Regions from separate parts of the Ovis aries genome. Here region 2 is linked to region 1. Evidence: chromatin contacts called from public Hi-C data. All regions are on one chromosome and are shown on one strand. The core of a region is the stretch at or near the end of the contact, and the rest is flanking DNA. Distances in the headings are between cores, read along the strand shown.

Region 1 (7,754 bases), core at 2,383-4,882:
ACCACCAGCTGAGTGAGAAATTCCCTCTAGGCTCCCAGAGCCCTTGGGCTGCCCGTTCTGGTTTGCCACTGTCTGGGAATGGGTCTGTCTGCCCTGACTAGACTGTGAGCCCCAAGAGGACAGAGCCAGGGCTGTCTCGATCACCGCTGTGTTCCTTGCATGCAGCTGGACGCCGAAAATGTATCTGGGGAAAAGATGACCGGGGGCATGGTTTCTGTGTGTCTGTGTAGCCCACTCAGGTCCCCAGGGCTGCACTGGGGCCATGTACCTGGGGCCCTGCCCTGGTCTCCCTGTCTCCTCTCTTTCATCCACCAGGAACCCTCCCATCCCCTTCAGCCATCCAGGCCTGCTTGTCCTTCTCTGATCCAATTCAGATGATGCTTAAGAATCTGCGTTGCACTTTCAGAGTGACTTGCTATTCTTCAGGACCTTGGAATTGCCTTCTGGACCTTCCATGAGCCCCTCCTTCCTTTCACCCTTCAGCATCTATTTGTGGAACTCTACAACACAGAGGGCACTGTCCTAGGCACTGGGTACCCAGCCGTGGAGACGTAAGAGACAGATAAGACTCCTAAGCTTGGACAACGCACATTACAGTAGGGGAGGAAACTTTAAACCACAGAATGTTCGGGGTCTTAAAGACCTGAGAGTTTCAGCACTCAGGTACACAGAAGCACAGAACAGACCCTCAGGTGGTTCCAGAATCGTCTACCAATTCTAAAGAGACCATCCTGGGACTTCCCTGGTGGTCCAGTGGTTAAGACTCTGCGCTTCCAATGCGGGTTCAATCTCTGGTCAGGGAACTGAGAATTGCACATGCTGCCGTGTGGCCAAAAAGTAAAACTGAAAAATTGAGGATTGCCTGGCTTCACTTACAAAAAAATAGAGACCATCCTGCTGCTTCACCCTTGTCCTCTATGGTCTGGGTCCCCCTCGGAGCCCAGAGGGATCCTGTTCGACCTTGAATTAGATCCTGCCTGCATCTGCTCTCAAACCTTCTGTGGCTGGAGACTTGCTCAAATGGAGGGCCAGAATCTTCACTGGGACCCACAAGGCCCCACATGATCCCTGCCCTCTCCTACTCAGCTGCAGCTTGTTCCCTCTGACTGGACGCTCTCCCGGCCCGGCAGCAGCTGGATGCCCCCCACCCTGCCCCGCCAGCCATCAGATCTTGGCCCCTTCCTTTGGCAACCCTACTTACAGCGCCTCACCCTAGCACCCCCATACTTCCTATGTCTTTCTTCCTCTCCCAGTTGTTCTTATGTAGATGTGACTTATCTTGTGTCTTGCTTTGTCTATTCTGTTTCATGTTGTATACCTGGAACATGGCTCAGTACCCTGCCCACTCCAGGTGCTCAATAAATTTGCGTGGAAAGAATGACTGATTCCTCTTATTCAAATGGGGAACATGAGCCCCATAGAGAGGAAGGCCAGAGGGAGCAGAATCCAGGTCTCCATCCCCTGGCCCTGACTCTCACTAGGCACTGTCTGGCTGACTCTGGGCCAGGAGGCACCCAATAGAACACAGGACAGGAGCTGGTTTCTCAGAGACCAGTGGTGTGAGAGCCAAATGAGGAGGCGATGGGACCGTGAAGAAAGAAGACTCATCTTGTTCCATGACAAGGTCAGTCTTGGCTTCCCCAACTGTAAGGACTCAAAAACACTGGGGCCAAGGGGATGAAACGAGGCTTCTGAAAGATCATAACAGGATCATAATAATATCAAAAATTCTAGCCACTCATGATGTGCCAGACTGTATTCTAAGCATTTTACCAGTATCAACTTATTTAATCTTCACATTTGATCACATTAAAAGATGAGGAAACTGAGGCACAGAAAAGTGAGGTCACTTGCTCCAGGTCACACAGCGGGGAAGTGGCAAACCCAGGATTGGATTGGGAAGCTGGGTTCAGAGTTGTGATTTTAGCCAATAAACTTAGCTGTCTCTTTTGGGTCCACAAAGATAGTCCAATTCAGCCCATCTTCAGTGAGACAACCCTCTTTTCCCAGTCCTCACCTAACAGGTGCTTTCAAAGCTGAATATGGCCCGTTAATTAATTAACTCGTCACTCAACAAACAGGTATTTATTGAGTGTCCTCTGTGTTCTGGAGACCCTGGATGAACCAGACAGTGGTTGGGCACATCCTTCCAGAGGTTGCAAGACAGACAAAATCCCTGCAAACAACTTACAGATAGAGCAGGAAAACAAAAGGGGGCTGTGAGAGAGAAAAAGTGGTCAGGTGAGGAGAGGACTGTTAAGCTGAGACTGTCCTACCATTGCCCACGAAACAGTGTAAGGGGATCTATGCTCACTTCAGGCCAGGCTTCACCTGGCTGCAGCTCTAGAATGGTAATGTAATGGATAAAGAAAACATCTGACATGTGGAGAAACCTTTGGGGACAAGGGCAGTTTTCCCGTGATTGCTGGTAACACTGAGAGATTTCTTACCTTTTAGGTTGCAGGATAAGGGAGCTTCAGGGGAGCAGTTCCAGCCCAGCTCAGCTGCATCGCTGAGGAAGGAGAAACCAGGAGACCCTCAATCAGTCAATTTCACACAATAGAACACAATTTCATCTCACCTACAAAAGTGAGATGGGAAGGATGTCATAGCAATGTATAACCACCTCTTCTTTCATAAATGTGTCCAGAAAGGTAAGACTAGAAGTGACAGAAGGTATTACCATGACAACCCCTTCCCTAGATCCACTCCATCCTGAGAGACAATCTTAAAATGTCCTTTACCTTGGTGGGTCTTAGGGTCACTGGAAGGGGGACTGCCCCCATTACCATAGTAACCAGGACTTGGCTTTGCTTGTTTCTCACCTCTCTGGGGATGGTCCAGGCCTTGTAACCATAGCAACTACTTCTCAGCAGAGCATCTCCTCTAAATAAAAACACCTGGTTGGTTTGGTCCACAGACCTCCCACGATGGGAAAGGGGAGATGGTTACCATGGTAATGCCAACTGTGTGGCTGGGGGGAGGGGCTGGGAAAGAGCTGCTTCCCTTAGCACTGTCCTTGGGGCTGGGGTCCTTTCTCCCTGAGGGCTGGGTGAGGTTGCCATAGTAACCGATGTGGGTAGGGGCATAAGGACCACCAGAGACTTGGGTTACCTTAGCAACCTCTTCCTGGTGCAGGGCCAGGAGAGAGTTGGAGCTCCATAACCACAAAGGTGGAAGGGAGAGGAGGCTAAGGGTGTTCCAGATTGGGAGGAGTTACCATGACAACCGACCTGGGCCAGAAATCAGGATGGGGCCATTGCTGAAACCACCCCTGGTGGTCGTTCTTTCCCTCAAAGAGTGACAGTGATTGTGGAGGAGAGTGCTATTTGGGTCTGGAGAGGGCTAGAGTCTTTCTTTGGGATGAAACGGGAGGAGGGGGGTAGAAAGCGGTCCCCCCCCCCAAGTACCGCGTTTCCCATGGGCGACCCTCGCGCGGAGCCTGGGTCGCGTTTGCCCTCCTCCGGGCGCGCGCCCCCTTTCCGCCCCGCGCCCCCTCCCACGCGCGCGCCTTCGGGGTCGACCCGGGTGGGCGAGGCGCGCGCCCGACTTCGTTCCCGTCACCCGCCCCCCCGGCCCCCGCCGAGCGCGCGCGCGAGGGCTGGCGCGGCCGCGCAGGCGCGCGAGGCACAGCGGGCGCGCGGGCCGGCCCCGGGGCCTCCATGATGGAGGAGCGAGCGGCCGCCGCCGTCGCCGCCGCCGCCTCCTCCTGCCGCCCGCTGGGCTCCGGCGCGGGCCCCGGCCCGACGGGGGCGGCCCTGGTCTCCGCCCCCGCCCCGGGGCCCGGCCCGGCTGCCAAGGGAGGCGGCGGCGGCGGAGGCAGCCCGGGTCCCGCAGCGGGACCGGAGCCCCTGAGCCTGCCCGGGATCCTACACTTTATCCAGCACGAGTGGGCGCGCTTCGAAGCGGAGAAGGCCCGCTGGGAGGCCGAGCGCGCCGAGCTGCAGGTGAGCACCGCCCCGGGACCCCCGGCCCCCGCCCGCCCGGCCCGGCCCAGCCTCACCCGCCGCCGCCGCCGCCGCCATCTTGGAGCAATGGCCGCCGGGACGGCCGGGGGGGCGGGCGGGGACGGCGACCGGCCGGGAGCCGGAGTGAGGGGCCGGCCGAGGGGCGGCCGGCGGCGGGAGGGCGGCCCGCGCGGTCGCCGGGAGGAGGCGGCGCGGGGCCCCCGGGCCTGCTGGAAGTGGGAGCGAGCCGGCCGGCGGAAAGGTTCCTGGGAGAGGGGCCGCGGAGCCCCGAGGCGCCCCGGGAGAGCTCCGCGAAGCGTTGGGAGGGGATGAGGGGTCTTGTGTACGAGTGAGCCGGCAGCTCCCAGGGTGCCGCACGAGGGACTCCCCATTCCGCCCCCGACCAGGTGCGCGCCGGAGGCGGAGCCCGATGGACCCCGGGCGGGGGAGAGGGGGCGTCGGGGGTGACTGCGATCAGCCGGGGGCGAGAGCGGGGCGGGGAGCCCGCGTGAGTCGAGAGAGGAAGTCAGGGAGCCCGGGACGCGTGTGTGTTTCGGAGCGTTTGGACTGGAGGGACTGAATGACGGTGGTGTTGAGGACTCCAAGGATGCGGAGCAAGGTCTCCGGGCGCGAGGTGGGGGGCGTGAAGGTGTGTGTCCTCTCCTCTGAGGAGGAAACTTTGGGGAGCCCTGGCAGGCCTGGCTTCCGCGTGCAGGGGAGGGGTCCCAGGGTTGGAAGCACGGATGGAGCCAGGACGTGAGCCAGGAGCCTGTGTTGGAAGAGAACGGAGAGCCGAAACTCTTTGGGGATGTGGGGGCCCCCGCCGTGAGATGGGAGGTGAGGTGTGTGGGATGTCAGATGGAGAACCCCCGAACTGGAGTATGGGAGGGTCAAACTTGGCCAGCTGTGGAGAGGGGCGGTAGGATGGAGACAGTGAAGAGGAATCGGGGAACCTGGGGCATGGCAAGGGGAGCCTTTTTGGAGAGCAGGAAGACAGCCAGAGGAAACATTTCAGAAGGATCCTGGGGTGGGAGGTGTTTGTGGAAGTTTCTGGGAAAAGATCCTATGGTTTGTGGAGTAGATTCAGGGAGGAAGGTGTCCTGAGATGTTTGGAAGAGGCTGAGGAGCTGGGCTGGGTTTTGTGACCTTGAGAACTGTGGGTCGATTAGCAGAGTGTCCTGAGGAGCCTGGGTATCCCAGTGGCGAGGATTTGGAGGGTTGGGGCATTGTTAGCAAAGTCAGTATCTCCTTCTAGCATCTGGTCTTTCCTCTTTTCAGTTGCTGTTTCGTATCTGGTTGAGGTGGGGACCCAAGTAAATAACCAGATTAGAATTTTCTCCCTAGGATGATTAAAGAGAGCATCCCACACTTCTCCCACCCTGAAAGGGATCTTCACTGTGTGGTGGCTGAGGCTTGGGGTTAGAGTGGGAGAGAAAGCCTTACCTAAGTACCCCTTGCTATGATATCCCATCTGTACGTCTTATTAGATCTTCTCAATACCCCCATTGTGAAGACAGGGCCAAGGACGTTGCCCTTATTTAGCAATTATAATAGCAGCTGCTGTTTATTGAGTTTGTATTATGGGTGAGACACTGTGTTAGACACAGCAGATACATGGTATCACTTAGTCCTTGCAACATTCTGGGAGGGTGAGGGATGTTATTCCCCTTCCCTTCCTTTTCAAAAATAAAAGAGGAAGTGGAGACTTTGAGAAGGTCAGTCGTATATCAAGGATCATAGCCTGTGGGTGGCAGGGGTGGTCTGTGGACTTTCAAGCCCATACCTGTCTGACGCCCAGGACAGATGACAGGCTTGTTTCAGGGAAGCTCAGTGACCTTCCCAGGGTCATCCAGGCGGCCATAGGAGACGAGGGTACCCTGCAGCACCCACCACGCCGCTGCCTCACCTTTGAGACCAGCAAGAGGAACGATGCGTCCAGGCTCCAGCGTCGTTTACTTTGTACCCCTTTGTTGTTATCGTTCTGTTACATTAGTAAATTTCAAGGATCTCAGAAGTGCCTGTGTGTGTAGATGTACACACACCAAGTGAGTGAGAAGGGAAAGAGCCACTCCCCGAAACCCTATTATTGCTATAAAAGTAATTCAGCTCTGTGTGTGTAATATATGAAATCCTATTCAGTTCAGTTCAGTCGCTCAGTCGTGTCTGACTCTTTGTGACCCCATGGACTGCAGCACGCCAGGCTTCCCTGCCCATCACCAGCTCCCGGAGTTTACTCAGACTCATGTCCCTCAAGTCGGTGATGCCATCCAGCCATCTCGTCCTCTGTCGTTGTCCCCTTCTCCTCCCGCCTTTTACATGCTATTACATGCATCATTTTGTGACTTATTTTCACCTACTTATATATCTTTGCGTTTTTTTCATATGAGCACACAGAGCGCTTATTATTTTTGGGAACTGCACCCCGCCGGTGTCTGCACCACAGCTCATTTAGTTTGTGTCCCCTTAATGGATTTTTTGGTAGTTTCCACTTTTTGCCCATTGGAAGTGGCCGCAGGGACTGTCCTCGTATTCCCTCCTGAGTGAGTGTACAGCAGAATAAACAGGTGGGGTGGTAGAACAGACGTGTTTATAAACTGGTGATTGGTTCTGCCAAGTTGTCCCACATGTACACTCCCCGCAGCAGCACCTCTTTTTATACACTTTTACTTGAGCACTTATCACTTAGAGAGGTGTGACTTCTCCCGCGAGAACCTTCAAGGCCGGGACTGCGTCAGATTTTCCCCATAAACCCCGAATACCTCTTCTCCAAATAGCTTCTTTGTGCAGCTGCTCCTGGCACCAGACAGTCAGTGTGGGGGAATGGCAGAAAAGACAACTTCTTGGGAGGTCCTGCCAGGAGGCGCCTGGAAGATGGGAGCAGGAAGCTGGCATCATGGGGGATTCAGAGAAGGTGGTGGTGAGGTTTCTGCCCTTCAGAAACTTCCAGGCTAACGGAGAAGGCTGGTTTGCGCAGGAGGTTACAGAGGTTCACACGCAGTTGAGGTTTCAGTGGTGTGGCTGTGGCACTTCTGCAAAGGGCAGTGAGCTTTTTTGAGGACAAGAGGAACCTTGAGGGGTGGGGGTGGGGTCTGACTGGACATTCAGGGATGAGCAGAGGCAGCGAGTACACTGCTGCAGGTGGAGAAGATGGGGAGCTGGTCCCTGCCCCCTGCGCCCCCCCCCCCCACCCCCGCCAGCCTCACAAGGAGCTTGGAGGGATCCACAGGGACTCAACCCTGCCAGAGCCTGGGGAGGAGGGAGTGGAGTGCAGGAGACACAGGGCCAGATGGTACTGAAGGGACCGGGAGGGGTGGGACAGAAAGCTTGGGATGGGGAGAGTCAGCAAGGGCTCGCGGGAGGACTGAGATAGCCAGGTTCCTCCTGTGCCGCCTGGATGGGGAGGGAACAGCCGGAGGAGAGGCGGCCGCCCTGTCTCAGTGGCAGTGGGTGGAGGTGCTGGTTGGGTAGAGAACTTCCAGATCCCAGCCTTGCCTGCTGGCCCACCGCGGCCCGGCAGGTCAGGGAGCCACAGCCATGTGGCTGTGACCTCAGGTGTGCGCAGGGTGGGAGGGCCAGGCCCCCAGCGCTTCCCCTCTCTGTGGCATTCCACCAGCTCAGGACCCTTCACCCACGTGTTTCTGGTTCTCCTTCTCCTTTCTTTGCTGGAGGAACTGGGGAGGGGACCACAGAGCAGAGTGATGTTCTTCCGTCATCACTGGATGGGCGCTCAGGGAGCAAGGGGGGCCGTGGGGGGCGAGCAGGTGTGAGGTCTGGGCGTGACTCTGACCCTGCTTCTCCCCCTCCACT
Region 2 (7,754 bases), core at 3,444-5,943, 190 kb before region 1:
CCCCACTCTGGGTCAACTGCCAACAGCATCTCTACAGCCCATCTCCTTTTGAGGCCCCCACTGCAGCACCCCCTCCACGATGGAGGGTGAAAGGGCTGGGGTGAGGCTGAGCATCTAGGCTGGAAGCCACTTACTAGCGGTGAGACCCTGGGTGTCTATGCTTCCATTGCCTTCTCTGCACCGCACAGGTGAGTGTAATGAAGTCTTGGCACAGGGCTAAGGGAGGAGCTATGGTCCTAACGACCTAAGTGGAAAAGCAAGCTGGCAAGTGGAGGACACCTGAGTTGTGCCATCGGGGGGATCCTGGATGCCGACTCTTAACTTCTGCTCCCCTGAGTCTATGATGGATTAACTTCACCTTCGGAGACTACTGCAAGGAATAAATAAGATAACTTATGGAAAGCCCACTGTATAACGCCTGCCTTTTTTTTTTTTCTTTACCTTTTAACAAGCTGCAACAGCAGCACCTGTCTGTAGGCATTGCCTGCTCTAAGGACCCAGTCAAAACAGGCCAGTCGGCAGACAGTAATAAAACATGCACTGGCTTCATTTTTACTTCAAGTATTTTTCCTTTAAATATTTAAATAGAATTTTTGTAATAGCACAAAGTTACACGCAGTTTCACTATATAATTGTTTTTTTTAGTAGAGAAATTAAGATTTTTAGTTGAAGTTTCGATATCTAGTACTTTTTATTGATCATCTATTTTATATGCAGTGGTTGCACACGTCAGTCCCGATCTCCCAGTTCACCCCAGTCTGTTCCCCGTGGTGTCCATGCCCCTGTTCTTTACATCCGTGTCTCTGTTTCCACTGTGCAAATAGGTTCATCCGTACCATTTTTCTAGACTCAATATACACATAAATACACGATATTTGGTTTTGTCTTTCTGGTTTACTTCATTCTGTGTAACAGTCTCTACGCATGTGATCTCAGTTTTGATCCTGGCTCTCTCATAGCTGCTGGGCGACTGGGAAAAACCGTTCGACCTCTCTCAGCCTCGGGTTCCTCATCAAAAATGGGGCTGTTTACGAATGACTATGCTTCATGGCAAATAGATGGGGAAACAGTGGAAACAGTGTCAGACTTTATTTTTGGGGGCTCCAAAATCACTGCAGATGGTGACTGCAGCCATGAAATTAAAAGACGCTTACTTCTTGGAAGAAAAGTTATGACCAACCTAGATAGCATATTGAAAAGCAGAGACATTACTTTGGCAACAAATGTCCGTCTAGTCAAGGCTGTGGTTTTTCCAGTGGTCATGTATGGATGTGAGAGTTGGACTGTGAAGACAGCTGAGCGCCGAAGAATTGATGCTTTTGAACTGTGGTGTTGGAGAAGACTCTTGAGAATCCCCTGGACTGCAAGGAGATCCAACCAGTCCATTCTAAAGGAGACCAGTCCTGGGTGTTCATTGGAAGGACTGATGCTAAAGCTGAAACTCCAGTACTTTGGCCACCTCATGCGAAGAGTTGACTCATTGGAAAAGACTCTGATGCTGGGAGGGATTGGTGGCAGGAGGAGAAGGGGACGACAGAGGATCAGATGGCTGGATGGCATCACGGACTCGATGGACGTAAGTCTGAGTGAACTCCGGGAGATGGTGATGGACAGGGAGGCCTGGTGTGCTGCGATTCATGGGGTCGCAGAGTTGGACACGACTGAGCGGCTGAACTGAACCGAACTGAGATGTTGTGCATACTCAGATTACAGGTATGAAGAGCAAGTAATACAAATGGCTGGCACACTGAAATAATGATGATGATAATAAAACAGTAACAGTTAACTTTTGCTGAGGGCTTACTATGTGCCAGGCTCTTTCTTCAGCTCTTCACTAGAATCATCACAGTGAATCCACCCAGTAATTCTCTGAGGTAAATAGTATTATTTTTATCCCCAGTTTACAGAGAGCAGATAGCAGCTCAGAGAGGCCAAGTCCAAGGCCAGAGAGCTGGGTGTGCAGTGGGCGTCAGCTCTGCGCTGGCTCCCTCTCGCCTGACTGTGCGTTTAAATGCTGGGCTCCTCCCTTCCATGTTAACTCCCTATTCCCTTACCCTTTAAATATCACGTGTTGGCTTCACCCTGTAAATGCCGGGTTCATTCCTGTTCCTCCCTTGTTCACTCAGGCGCATTCATCTCCTCCCTCACACCCCTCAGCGTTCTCATCTGTCAGCCGGAGGAGCAGGGAGAGCCAGGGAAGAGACGCTGCCTCTCTCTAACCGACGGCAGCCAGTGGACAGAGTCGGCGCTCTCTTCCTTCTGAAGTTCTACTGCTGATCACAGTGAGGCAGCCCCGCGAGGTCCCCTGCCGCCTTCCTGTTTCGGATGTGCCCGGAATGCTTTTCTGGCTCTTCTGTTCCTTCGACACTAAGGTCACTCTGGCCCCTCCAGTGCCTCTTTGTTAGCTGTCTTCCCTGGGTAATTCCCTCGTCAATCAAGATCTGTTTCTGGCAATGCCACCCCTCCTTTCTCCCCCTGACAGAATGCCTCCAGCCCTCTACTGTGACAGCCTGACCGGGCGTTAGCCCCACAGCCGGGCACTGCGGCGCTATTAATTTCCAGCGCCACTGTATGTACACGCAGCCGCGTCATAAATCTCGAGGCTGAGGAAGAAGGGAGAGAAGAGACCTGGAGGGGAAAGATGAAAATATCACACCAGGTCTGGGGCATCATATGGCTCTAGCCTCTGGCTGATCCTCTGTAAGCTGTCCGGGCACTTACTGTCAGTCACTGTGAGGGAGGGCTTCTGCGCCCTGCTCTGAGCCCGCCAAGGGGCTCGGTCCCTGACTTTCAAGAAGACGCATACCCCAAAAGATGTGTTTTAGAAAACCACCGTGACGAAGTCAGCCTTAGGCCAGCCCAGAGTGGATGCTGCTGGTTCTGGGTAGCCTAGGATGGAGGGGGAGAGGAGTGTGACCTAGAACTGAGGGGAGCAGAGTGGACTCTGCAAGGCAGCCGCTGGTATTCAAAGCCAGGAGCAGCTGGGAGCCCCAGCACACTCGAGCCCAGTGGCGTGGAGGACGGCAGCGTGACTCGGAGGCGAGGCAGTGCCGCCCCAGTGCGGAGCTGGGGCTGCGGGTGGGGCGGGGGTCCTCACTGACCGAACCCCAAGCCACCAACAAAGAAACAGTTGTGCTAACAAACAGGTACATACAACCCACCACCACCTCCACCTCCATGCCAACAGTGCCAGCTCCCCCTCCACAGCGGGGCCCCCGGCAGATTCCTCGTGAGCGTTACCGAGGGCACAGGTGAGCTTCTTTCGGGTTCCTGATTCTCACCAAGTCATGAAAGGTTCAAAGATGGCACCCATCACAGCCCAGCGGCCCTCCTTTCCTGGCCTCTTTCCTCACTAAGAAAGGACACTTCACAGGTTAGAAGCCTATATGTAGCACTGGCAGAGAATCTGATCGGGATCCCGCCAGCCTACAGTCCTCGCACTCTGTGTCTAGGATACAACACAAAGCTGTCCACACGTGGCCTGGGGGGCCCGCACCACACCTGACTCTGCTGCCCCCACCCAACGCCCATCACACTGGCCTTTCCAGGCCTCCTAGTGTGACCCCCCCCCCGCAACTGCCTTGGAGACTGCCTTGCTTCTGCCTCCACTTTTTGGACTGGCTAAACCCTGCTCCCTCAGAGGTCTGCCCTGACCCCAAGACTAAGTCAGTTAGGAGAATAAGACTGCTTGTATCTATGCAACACACACACTGGGCCAGGCCATGCCCAGCATTTCACTCACGCGGTCTCTGCGACCCTCACAGTGGCCCTGTGAGCTGCACCCTACCGTCCCGCCCGCTCCCATCCGGCTCAGAGCCCAGGGCCAACCACCGCAGCTACTGCCGCACACTTCCCCTCTACAGCACTGGGCTCAACCTGAAGGTCACTCGGCAGCTGCGTGGCGGCTGAATGGCGGCCCCCTGAGGAGAGAGGGGGCATGTGCTTCAGTTACCCTTCTATGCTCCTGGACTTGGCACAGTAACTCGTGCCTGGAGAAGGCATTCGGTAACTATCCAAAGGAGGGAAGGAGGGAAGGAGGGAAACCTGCCTGATAATAAAAGCGCAGTTTCTCTGGCTGAAGAGAGGGAGGAATGGACTAAAGTTGTTTGCTCTCGACCAGCCCCATGCTTCAAGGCATCCTGGCCAGGCCCTCCTTGCTCATAGAATACAGGAAAGAGAAACTCTGAGGCCTGGCCAGCACGGAGAAGTGCGGCACAAACCAGGACGCCCAGCTCCTGCCTTCCCTTGTGGACTGGTTCTCCCCTCTGCCACTCCCTAGAGAAGCTGAGGGGACCGAGTGAATTCCTGTGCTCTCCAGTGTAAGCCACCGGCTGTTCTAGGTGTGGTCTCCCCATCTGGGTGGCTCACTTTTACAGATCAGGTCAGTGGCATGGCTTTGGCTGAGACCCCCACAACAGGGCTGCGCATCCTCCTGGAAGCTAAACAGAAGCCCCCCGCCCCCCGCCACGCACACGCCCCGTGCCACGCACACCCATGCACCACTAGGGGAGCAGGGGGAGAGAGGTAGCGAGTGCTGCTCCCAGGGCCGCCCTCGGCACGGCCTGCTGGCACACACGCCTCGACTCGTCCCGCCGCCTCCTGGTGAGGGCAGAGGGGCCTGGCCACCGAGGTGCACCGCTGAGTGGAGGGAAAGGGCGGTGGGAACAGCCAGGCAAGGCAGGCCTGCTGGAACTGTCTCGGGGAGCTGGGCTTCCACCCAGATCATTTCTGTCTTGGATGGAAGGGCAGGACTAACTCTGTGAAACAGGCTTTGCTTCTCTTTGACTGCCTGGCTCCCCAGGCAGCTTGCCAGGGCACGCTGTTCCGATCAGGGCACTGGGTCCCGAGGAAATCCGCGAGCACTGCCGAGTCACAGCCACGTGAACTCTGCTTATCTGGAAGAGCCCAAAGTGGAGCTGACTGCCTGCCTTTATGGCGAGGAGGCATTTTTGGAATGCAAATGACTTGTGTTTAACTTTAAGCAAGGAGAAACCAGGAGGGTGGTGAGACACGGGCACATGGGGAACAGTCATGGCGAAAGCTTCGTCTTAGAACTATCTGGATAATGAGAAAGCATAACCAACAAACCTGGAGTTATTGGGGCAGGGGCGGGGTTGAGGAACACAGAACCCCCATAAAATCACAGCACATGCAACCACATACCTCATATTTTAGCACTTTATCATCAATTCAAAGCAGCATAAATATGGCAATTACTCACATAAAGCCTGTTGGTGTGTTCAAGCTGTAACTGCACCTATTAAACTGTTATAGTGATAGATGGGAGGATCTCTGCTGATATTAGCAGCCTTTTCTGCAAGGCAGAATTACAGAGATCCAGGCTGACTGCAGCGAAACAACTAGATTTAACAGCTCTAGACCCGCCAATTCTCTTCCACGAGAGCTGGAGAAAGTGTCTATGATAAATATGAAGGGAAATACGGAGGCTTTTTTAGGGCAGCTGTTTCCCAAGTGGGAAGAACTTGGTAAAACGTGAATCTGTCGGTCTGATGCTGTAAAGCTCACAGCTTTGCCCGCCCGAGCACAGACGGGCTGGAACATGGGTCCTTTCCACTGACGGCTCTAGGTGGCCTCTGCCCAGAGGCCTCCAGGGTTTCTGTTTCCTCTCTTCTGTGCGATGATCACTGTCCTCTAAGTCATGGGAGGAAAGCTGAGAGCGTAAGGTGCCCCAGGGAGACAGAGCAGAGTGCTCCCCACCCTGGTGAGAGGCGCTGGCCCGGGGCTGGGCTCCCCCTCCTGCTCCTTCCCAGCCTGAGGCCACTGGCCAGGCCAGCCCTCAGCGTCCACAGAGGGCAGAGGAAACCCCCTGGCAAGGTCTTAAACGCAGGAACCCTGTGGGGAGCCGAGGGCAGGGGCAGTGTGGCATAAAACGAAATGCAGCTTCCCTGGCGGCACAGTGGCTAAGAACCTGCCTGCCAGTGCAGGGGGCAGCTCAACTCCTGGTCCTGGAAGGCCCCACACGCTGCGGAGCAACTAAGCCCGAGCACCTAGAGCCTGCGCTCCACAACCGAGCGCTGCACAAAGAGCAGCCCTGCGCCGCGGCTGCAGAGAGCAGGGCAGAGAGCAGCAGGGGCCTGCGCAGCCCGAGGAGCCACGGGAGGCGCCTGCTCGGCCTCGTCCCCGGCTCCTGACACAGAGCTCCTAAAACCCTTGGAATTTCCTCTTCTGCGTCTTCTGCTATCCATAACAAGCCCCTTGTTACCTGAAACCTGAGTTTATAATAATGAGGTGACTTTTGAGGGGGGAACCTATATGGCTTCAGGATGGGGGCTAGTCACCAGAAAGACCAAACCTTGCTTATAAGAGTTAGAACTTTCAGCCCCACGCCCCACCTCCAGCAGGGTACAGGGGCTGGAGATTGAACTCAGTCACCAAAGGTCAATAAGGAATCAGTCATGCCTATGTAATGGAACCTCTACGTAAACCCCAAGCAGGGTTTGGAGAGCTTCCAGGCTGGTGAACACACCGAGGTGCTGGGTGGGTGGCATGCCCACGCACAACTCTCAAGGAAGCAATCTGCATCTTCATCTCACAGCCGCGGAAACGGAGACTCGGAGAAGTGAAGGAAGGCGCTCAGGGTCACACCTGCCCCGCGGCCCACAGGTGCCGCTTTGGCCCCTCTCTGTGCGAGGCTCTGTGCCAAAGGCCAGGGCTAAATAAAGACCATTTCCCAATTAGATCAAGCAACCTGGGAGTTCCCCAGCAGCTGTAGGAAACCGGCTCCAGTGAGAGTCTGGCCTTCAGTCCTGCTGTGTCCTGTCGGGGCGGCACTGTAAGGTGCTCTGAGTTGGCTACAAAGCTGAAGACAGATGTCCAGCACTTATCTCGAGCACTCAGCAGCCATTTTCTGCTTACTGTTTGGTGGGGTTTTGGAGGCAGCTCCAGCAAAGCCCAGGTGGTGTCTTCTGAGGGACTGTGCACCACCAGGCAAGTGTTCCCTGACACGGGTGTCTGGGCCTAGCGGGGACAGATGAATGCTACGCCATCTCCCTGAGGAGACGGGCAAATCCGGGGGAGTTATTAAACTCCAGCACCCAGGAGGGTTGTCTATATTCAATCCATAATATGGAGGTGAGACGCTGAAAACGTGATCACTCACCTAAAACCAGACATCCTGGAATGTGAAGTCAAGTGGGCCTTAGGAAGCATCACTATGAATAAACTAGTGGAGGTGATAAAATTCCAACTGAGCTATTTCAAATTCTAAAAGATGATGCTGTGAAAGTGCCGCACTCAATATGCCAGCAAACTTGGAAAACTCAGCAGTGGCCACAGGACTGGAAAAGTTCAGTGTTCACTCCAATCTCAAGGAAAAGCAATGCCAAAGAATGCTCAAGCTACCTCACAACTGCACTCATCTCACACACTAGCAAAGTGATGCTCAAAATTCTCCAAGCCAGGCTTCAACAGTACATGAACTGTGAACTTCCAGATGTTGAAGCTGAATTTAGAAAAGGCAGAGGAACCAGAGATCAAATTGCCAACATCCGCTGGATCATCAAAAAAGCAAGAGAGTTCCAGAGAAGCATCTACTTCTGCTCTATTTACTACGCCAAAGCCTTTGACTGTGTGGATCACAGCAAACTGTGGAAAATTCTTAAACAGATGGGAATACCAGAACACCTTACCTGCCTCTTAAGAAATCTGTATGCAGGTCAAGAAGCAACAGTTAGAACTGGACATGGAACAACAGACTGGTTCCAAATCAGGAAAAGAGTATGTCGAGGCTATAT

Evidence for each region. Hi-C and Micro-C count contacts between places; a contact is called where the count stands out from the background.
Region 2: a contact with region 1 is called in a Hi-C map of skin fibroblasts, with 1.8 times the contacts expected there. The contact joins the enhancer-like site here to the promoter of STRN4 in region 1. A contact is called at or near these places in 5 of 16 Hi-C or Micro-C datasets (hypothalamus, liver, muscle and 2 more).

The regions. Positions count from the first base shown.
Region 1 is chr14:53,620,315-53,628,068 of ARS-UI_Ramb_v3.0, reverse strand. It overlaps STRN4 (striatin 4), which reads left to right and starts at 3,632. Exons shown (of 18, transcript XM_027978522.3): 1 at 3,632-3,947. The coding sequence starts at 3,663. It overlaps FKRP (fukutin related protein), which reads right to left and starts at 4,048. Exons shown (of 3, transcript XM_042232219.1): 1 at 4,004-4,048; 2 at 2,451-2,581.
Region 2 is chr14:53,807,605-53,815,358 of ARS-UI_Ramb_v3.0, reverse strand. The region is part of intron 3 of ARHGAP35 (Rho GTPase activating protein 35); the gene reads right to left. Among named protein-coding and RNA genes, the nearest start is that of NPAS1, 37 kb to the left of the region's middle. Within about 2 kb of position 4,693, at least 32 of the 54 cell types and tissues checked have an H3K27ac peak or open chromatin away from gene starts, as enhancers often do. A contact at or near this core is called in hypothalamus, liver and muscle, where this site is marked.